Linked DNA regions of Mus musculus: region 1 is linked to region 2. The links are chromatin contacts, called in public Hi-C maps. All regions are on one chromosome and are shown on one strand. The core of a region is the stretch at or near the end of the contact, and the rest is flanking DNA. Distances in the headings are between cores, read along the strand shown. Region 1 has its middle 29 kb from the start of Gm38864. Region 2 overlaps Suclg2 (succinate-Coenzyme A ligase, GDP-forming, beta subunit).

What was found. Hi-C and Micro-C count contacts between places; a contact is called where the count stands out from the background.
Region 1: a contact with region 2 is called in a Hi-C map of liver, with 4 times the contacts expected there. The contact joins two enhancer-like sites.

The regions. Positions count from the first base shown.
Region 1 is chr6:95,931,958-95,935,891 of GRCm38.p6, reverse strand. No RefSeq gene overlaps it. Among named protein-coding and RNA genes, the nearest start is that of Gm38864, 29 kb to the right of the region's middle. Within about 2 kb of position 1,476, at least 10 of the 459 cell types and tissues checked have an H3K27ac peak or open chromatin away from gene starts, as enhancers often do. A contact at or near this core is called in liver, where this site is marked.
Region 2 is chr6:95,594,707-95,598,620 of GRCm38.p6, reverse strand. Suclg2 (succinate-Coenzyme A ligase, GDP-forming, beta subunit) reads left to right here. Exons shown (of 11, transcript NM_011507.3): 3 at 2,868-2,967; 4 at 3,871-3,914. Among named protein-coding and RNA genes, the nearest start is that of Suclg2, 120 kb to the left of the region's middle. Within about 2 kb of position 1,425, at least 18 of the 459 cell types and tissues checked have an H3K27ac peak or open chromatin away from gene starts, as enhancers often do. A contact at or near this core is called in liver, where this site is marked.

The DNA of each region.
Region 1 (3,934 bases), core at 227-2,726, 340 kb before region 2:
GCAGGGGGTGGAGGTGGGGGTGAGGGTGGGAGTGCATGCTGAACCATGGATGGATGGAGATAGCTCCCCTTCTTTCTCACTGTAGCACTACTTACATACTTTCTAGAAGAATCTTCAGATGGCACTAAGAAGACTTAGACCCACCTCTCTACTGTGGTGGTAATCTAGTCACTCATGATCTCTAAGGGATCCTAATCCATGCCCTCCATTTCCCTGATTCTTTGTTTGGTTTTTTGTTAGTTTTCACTTGGACTTCTTGATACTTTCCACATGAAGAACCTTGCAACCCCATCTCCATGTCTCCTCCTTTGGTGATCCCAAGTAAGACACCAAACACAGTGAGATGCACCCGACTTGCCAAGACTGTCATTAGCCCTTGCCGGGAATCTAAGACAGTCCTTGCCAGCATAAGTGAGTGTCTGGCATTTGCAGTTTCTCTAGAGAGAGCAATTGTGTTGGCTTTGTCTTTGTATCATCTCTGTTCTTTATATTCCCCAAGCAGCAAAAATCTTCTACTAAAATATTGAAAAATGTCTACAATTCAGTATTTTTATTATTAAAGTACTACCTATTTTACATTCACTATTTTATAACCTATTTTAATAATCTATTACCTATGTATTCTAGTAGATTCAAATACCTTGTAAAAACATAAAAAGCATTATCTCTACTATATTGTTCTGAAAGGGCTAATGGTCCCTCAGTCCCCTGTCCTCATGATATCTGGATCCTTTTCCATCTGATCTTAGATTCAACTGCAAACCCATTTCATGCTGACCCAAATTAGAAAAAGCAAATGAGATATTACTGCCTTTGGCTCCCCACCTCCCCACAATCCAGTTGAGAAGACAAATGCACACATAAACAACTCTGATTTAAGATGAGCCCTGGCTAGTTCTGGAATACAAGCACAGAAGGCAATATACTGGGAAAAGGAGAGATTTGTTTCCAAAGAGAGACTCAGGAAAGGCTTGGGCATCCTGCCACTGATAGACTTTGTGCCATCTCCCTGAGCTGGACAACATAGGGGGAGAGGAGGTAAAAGCATTAGCCCTGATTTGAAAGCATGTAAAACTTGCCCTTAGCCCTGCAAACAATCTGTAGTTCCAAGAGTGTTTATGTGAATGACACAGTTTGTTTCGTATTGCAGAGTTCCTGTAGGGAATTGTGCCAAGTGGTTACAACCCTAGTTACTGATTAGTAAGAAGTCAGGGGATGACTCAAGTAAAAAAGATAGGCCCATGTTGAAAAAATAATGAGAATCCACAGGAAGAGCAGGCTGGACCAGGAAAATCATACTCACACTCAATGTATTTTTTCCATATGTGGAGAGAATTGGTGTCTTGGTCCACAAAGGCAAGGCTGGTCCATCTTGTAAAGAGCTGGGGCTCATTTTTAGCTGCTATGGCTCACAAGTAGGATAGCATGAGCTAGTTTTCCAAAATGTTCCAGCAACCCTTATCTAAGCATTCAAAGTTCTAACCTACCGTTATATAACCCATGAGTGGCCAAGTCAGGATTACATTCCCTAAACTCCTAGCCACCTTCTCTCATCAGTCCCTACTGCGACATCTTTCTTTTACATGCCAGCAAGTCTCATGTGGATTTTTGTCATCTGGACTTGTCTCCAGCCTTCAATTTTTTTTCCTTGCAATATATATTCCATTCTTCCTCCGATGTTATCCTTCTGAAGCCTGATATCAAGCCATCTAATGAATGGCTGAGAGAGTGGGTATTGGCTCAGACAGGTTTGCATTTGAGTCTCGGGTCTAGAAATTTAAACTCAATGGTATGCTTCTGGAATTGATAAATGGAGCCCACTGCCTCAGTACATAGCAACAATTCTTTATCGTAAGCCACACCCACTAATTTACATATTAGCTATGATCACTTCTCTCCTGTGATGAGAGAATTTAGTCTTAACGGGAACTCAACAAAACACAAAGCCTTTAAAATACCTGCTACAGAACACCTTGGCCCTTGTATGTGAGAAGTATCAGAGATTAATAAAAGCTCATGAAGAGGAAACTCAACCTACATGCATAATATAAATGCTTAGTAAATGTCCGATACTGTAATTACCATTATTACTTCAGAATTTCTACTCATTGGCCTGCAAGAAATCAGAGCTCTGCATGCCTGAATTCTCTCCAAAAGGAGATCCATGCTTAGGACACAGTGGAGTTTCCTGATCCTACATCAGCCTTTTCCATAAATCACACCCCTTAAGACTCAAGAAACTACATTGTAGCTTTCTCTGCTCCCTTCTCCTGAACTCCCAGTTAGATCTAGACCTGCTTCCGTGCCCAATTCTCAATGCCATAAACTCCAAAGTGTACTTTCCCTTACAAATGGGCATTTCCTAAACAATCAAGCAGAGGACTAATCATGCAGCCTGAAACCAAGATTAAAGATTTGTTTTAAAACTTTATTATTAAAAAAAAAAAAGTCAAATTACGGCCCTTTCAAGACAGACAAGAACTGTTAAATTCCAAGCTGTCTCATTTCTTATAAACTGGGCAGTTTCTTTTCTTCAATGAGCATTATGGACTTATAACTAAACTACTTGTGCTCTTCTTTTTATCCATCTCCTTTCACATCCCTTCACTGCTAGGGTTACTGACTCCTTTCAGGCAAACATTCACTCCTGCATCTGTGTGTTCTATCACTTTATTCACTGTTGAAAAATGTCGCTTGTCATCCTGAAGCAGGATGTATTGACCAAAGTGCTGGGGACACAAAAAAGTGTGTGTGTGTGGGGGGGGGGGGCAACAATTGACATGCAAAGTGAAGATAAATATTTATGCAACTAAATGTTCATTGGGAATAATGGAAACTAAATTCCAAATCAGCATTCAGATTTAAGGTGAATGGTTTCCTCTGACACACATTCCCACTGTCATTCCATCCCTTTCTGACAGGCCCATAGGCAGGTGTCAAATGATCAATCAGGTGATCAAGAAACTCTGAAATAATAAGGCAAAATAAACCTTACCTTATTAGTGTGTTATTTTTTTAAAGTTGTCATGCAGAGTGATGGGTGTTGTATTAGTAGGGTTTCGTTCTGAGATGAAACACCATGACCAAGGCAACTCTTATGAAGGACAACATTTAATTGGGGATGGCTTATAAGTTCTGAGGTTCAGTCCACTTTCATCACAGGAGGAAGCATGGCAATGTCCAGACAGACATACTGCCGGAAGAGCTGAGGATTTTACATCTTGTTCTGAAGACAAACAGAACTCTGGCATCCTCAGGCAGATAGAAGCTCCTAAATCCCACCCTGACAGTGGCACACTTCCTACTCCAACAAGGCCACACCTCCTACTAATGCCACTCTCTGAGCCAAGCATTTTCAAAGCAGCTCAGATGTCATGGTGGCTTCATAGCCAGATATTATTCTGCTTGCTTCCTACTAACTTCCCCCACCACTGCCCTCTATCGTCTCTGCCTTCTTTTCATTCTGGTTCCTTCTCTCCAAAGAATTCTTCTTCCTGTTTTCATGTCTTATGGGATTCCATCATCCTTTTCTCTTATCCCATTCTGACCCCATTCTGATCTTTTTTTTTAATTAGGTATTTTCCTCATTTACATTTCCAATGCTATACCAAAGGTACCCCATACCCTCCCCACCACCCCCCTACCCACCCACTCCCACTTTTTGGCCCTGGCGTTCCCCTGTACTGGAGCATATAAAGTTTGCAAGTCCAATGGGCCTCTCTTTCCAGTGATGGCCGACTAGGCCATCTTTTGATACATATGCAACTAGAGTCAAGAGCTCCGGGGTGCTCCACTATGTTCATAGCAGCCTTATTTATAATAGCCAGAAGCTGGAAAGAACCCAGATGCCCCTCAACAGAGGAATGGATACAGAAAATGTGGTACATTTACACAATGGAGTACTACTCAGCTATTAAAAGGAATGAATTTATGA
Region 2 (3,914 bases), core at 176-2,675:
AGTACTAGTTGAATTAAACCCCTTCTTGAGTCTCCCTCAAGACGTGAATCTAATGTACTACTAGAGGCAGCTCAGTTCCCATACTCAGTATTTACTTATTTTAATGAACATATTTCTGACTGGTATACAAGTTGTGGGAAATAGCAGACTGAGTAGACTCCCTTTTCCGTTTGTCTATTTGCACTGACTTGGAGGTGGAGCTCTCAGAATGGCTCAGTGGCAGAGCACATCCTTAGCCTGGGCTAGGATGGGTCAATCCCTGGATTCTATCTGTGACACTCCAAAACAAAACAAACCCAAGTATTAGTGTCCTGATATGTGGCTTCAGTTACCAAAATGGTTGCATGACTTATCACCAGGGTGGCATGGAAACCTCTGACACGAGGACGGAGAGTGACAGGCCAGTTGATAAATTCCATCAAGGTTACAGCCATTTCTGGGTCTTGGAGGTTGATGACTAGAACTGCTTTAATCAGCCTTTGGGGTGCCACTTATCAGTAGCCAGTTAGGGGTGCTGCCTGGCACTCCAGTTGTGCTGTTGAAAAGCCGAGAGGGAAGAGCGTCTCTCCTGAGCAACAAGGGCATTGAAGATGATAATGACAGTGGGGTACCCTGAGGCTCTAAAGAATGTGAAGGGGCTGTAATTACACCGTTGAGCAGACAGCAAAACAGTATTTTCTCTCCTTGAAGTCTTCAGAAGACAAATAGGAAACATCTTTCCCTACCATTTTTGGCAGTCACTGAGAGTAATCGTTCCGGTGATAGCCCTCATACTTTGTGAATACACCAGCCATGGAGGTCATCACTTCAGGTCCTCTACCGAGTTTTGTCTTCATGCTGTTCTAGCACTGTGTGCTTCTTTTCAGACAGGCATCTTCTTCCATCCTTTTGTGTACCTCTACAAGAGTTTTGTTTGCTTATTGTCTTACAGCGTTGATATGAAACACAGGGCTTGCTCTCCTACTGAGGCGCGTGCACCCCTAGCCCTAGAGTTGGGCATCTTAGTCCAGGTTTCTGTCAGTGCAGTATCACTGTGTATGGACTGGCTGCTGTCCCGTGCAGTAGCCTAATGAACAGTGAGTTAACTTGGCTCAGCCGCTCTTCTGGGGAGTTCTGAGAGTGAGCAGCGACCATAGCTTGTTTGTACCCAGCTTATGGGTGGCCACCTTGTTTTAAGTCAGGGATCGGCTGCTGATGTGATGGTTCCTGTTGATGGCAGAAGCAAGAGTCAAAGGCGTGACAGGGCTGTGTTCCAAGAAGGAGCTGTGCTTTGGCTGAGCCTTGTCTGTGGGAGGAAAGGTTTATGTGAGAGACAGGAGTCCAGCAGGGAAAGCAGCAAATGAGCCCTGCAGCTGCAGCCTCTGCACGGGCTGGCTGATCACTGACCCTATGCCTTCAGAGTGCTCTGTCTCGTTATAGCTCCCTAGAACAAAACCTTGGTGGATCTTTGACCTTCAGTCTTTGCCTGATTGACTGTGAGCATCAATGGCAATGACTCCTAAACTGAAGCAGCCAAGAATGCAACATGAACTTTGGCAGTTATTTTTAAAGCTTTTATCCATTTGTTTGAATGCTTAGAGTGCGTGTGCGTGCGTGGGAGTGCAGCAGGGTGTGGACTTGATGCTGGGTGTTTTCCCCAGTTAGTCCCCATCAGTTCCCTTGATGAGCCTGGAGCTCACTGATTTAGAGAGGCTGGCCAGCTCCTGCACTCCAGGGACTTCCTGTCTTTACTTCCCCATCACTGGGATAATAAGCTTGTGCCATTGCCCTTACTTGGATGCTGGGGATCAGAACTCAGGTCCTTAGGCTTACAGAGCAAACGCTTTAACTACTGAGCCACCTCCCTCTCAGCGTGCTCTCCTCTGATCCTTAAAACAATCCTGACTGTTGTTTCAAGTAATAAGCTGAGTCTCAGAGGCCTATGGTTAACATCACCTATCTGAGCAAGGAACACCATGGTAGCCTAATGGAAGATGATTCAATTCTCTGATTTAAATAAAGGTGACACACAAACACAAGGCCAGCTGTGGCCTGAGATGCATGGCATGTGCATTTGTTTGTTTGTTTGTTTTAACGCATTTGATTTGGAGCATTCCTCCTGCCCCCAAATCGGGAAAGGGAGCTCTTGCTTGCTAAAGACCCCATTTATCAGTAGGTGACTTCTCACCCCACTTCTCTGCCAGGCCTATAGACACACTTGAGTTTATAACTCTGGTCTGAAAGGTCGGGAGCAGGGAGTTTATTCTTTCTTTGCATGAGCTGAGAAACAAATATTCCCAAACCCTTTTCCCCTAGGAGATTTTTTTCATTTTGCCAATACTTTATGAAAAATATTGCTTGCTTTTAGTTTTAATTCATTTCCTTCTTTCTTGGCCATCCCTGTCAATATATAGAACAACTACTCAGAAAACTGTTAGTTTCCAGGAATCCAGTTATTAAAGTCAGCCTTTGTGTCTTGTCTGTAAACCCTTTCCGTACCCAGTCCCATCTCCCTCTGACATCTCAAAGCTCACAGTTAGATCCTCTGCCACATGGGAGTGTCATGACACAGTACAAGTTGTACTGTGTCCCTAGCTTTATCTAGCACACTCAGAAGACAAGGGAACTCGAGCCTGGCTTTCTCCATAGGTGTGACTATCTGGGCTCTACACTGGTGGATGTATTTGACTGTCCTCTGTAAACAAGCTTTTTTAGTTATTTTGAAGTTTCTCATTGTCTTCATTTTGAAAGTTGATTTAGGAGCTTTTAGTAAAGTTGTGTGGAAGTGAAGTCCTATACTATTATTTCTTTTTTTCCTACCCCTTTAAAGAAGAGATGAAATAAGGAAAGGATTTCAAACAATTACTGTCTGGATTTTTCTTTTTCAGATGCAAAAGAAATTGTTTTAAAAGCCCAGATCTTAGCTGGAGGAAGAGGAAAAGGTGTCTTCAATAGCGGTTTGAAAGGAGGTGTTCATTTAACAAAAGAGTAAGTCTGAATGGTTTAGGGCCCATCCTGATCCTGACTGAAAGGGTTCTTGAGGGTCTAGGGCTGGGGCCAGTGTGTGGTACCGAGAGGAAAGGGAAGCTCTGGCAGGTGGCCTTTCCCCCAGAGCCTCCTCTCATTAGAGGGTTTTATACCCCGCACTGAGGAAGATTACACTTCCCCTCTCCCAGACAATCTGTGATACATCCTAAGAGTGGGAAATAACACTGCTTGCAACTGTAATACCATTTCCATCATCTCATTTCCATGAAAAATATTATGTGGTTCCTGTGACCAGTGGCGTCTTTGTGGCGCCTGGTCTGATAGTTTATGCTTGCCTGTATCTGAACATCTTTCCAGCATCTTGCAGCCTTTCCTTTCTCCCCATCACAGTCTTTTCATTGATTGTGGTCCCTGTTTTCCCTCTCATTGTTTACTGTTTCCCAGATCATCCATTATCAGTTTCTATATAAGTCTCTTATGCATCCAGTATTGTTTCTTTATATATTAGTTTGGTGAGGGAAGGGGTGTGAAGCAGAGTTCAGCATTCCTTCATTCATTCACTCATTCCTTCATTTGTATTTGGCTTTCAGTGACATGCAGGCTGTAAATGGAAAGATATGCATTCCCTGGGTAATGGGGGGATGTAGGCTAGAGGTGGACTCTGGACAGTGTGGATCTGAGGAGGTGGGGTGGTAATCCTGCACAGTAGGGATGTGAGGAGGTGGGGTGATAATCCTGCACAGTAGGGATGTGAGGAGGTGGGGTGGTGCAGTAGTCCTGGGCAGTGTGGTGTGAAGAGTTAGGATGGTGGAGGTGACCCTTGATATTGTGAACCCTGCTGTATCATGATTTGCAATTTGCCCTAATTGTTTTTTGTTATCCCCTCTTTTTTATCCCTCCTAGCCCTAAAGTAGTGGGAGAGTTGGCTCAACAGATGATTGGTTATA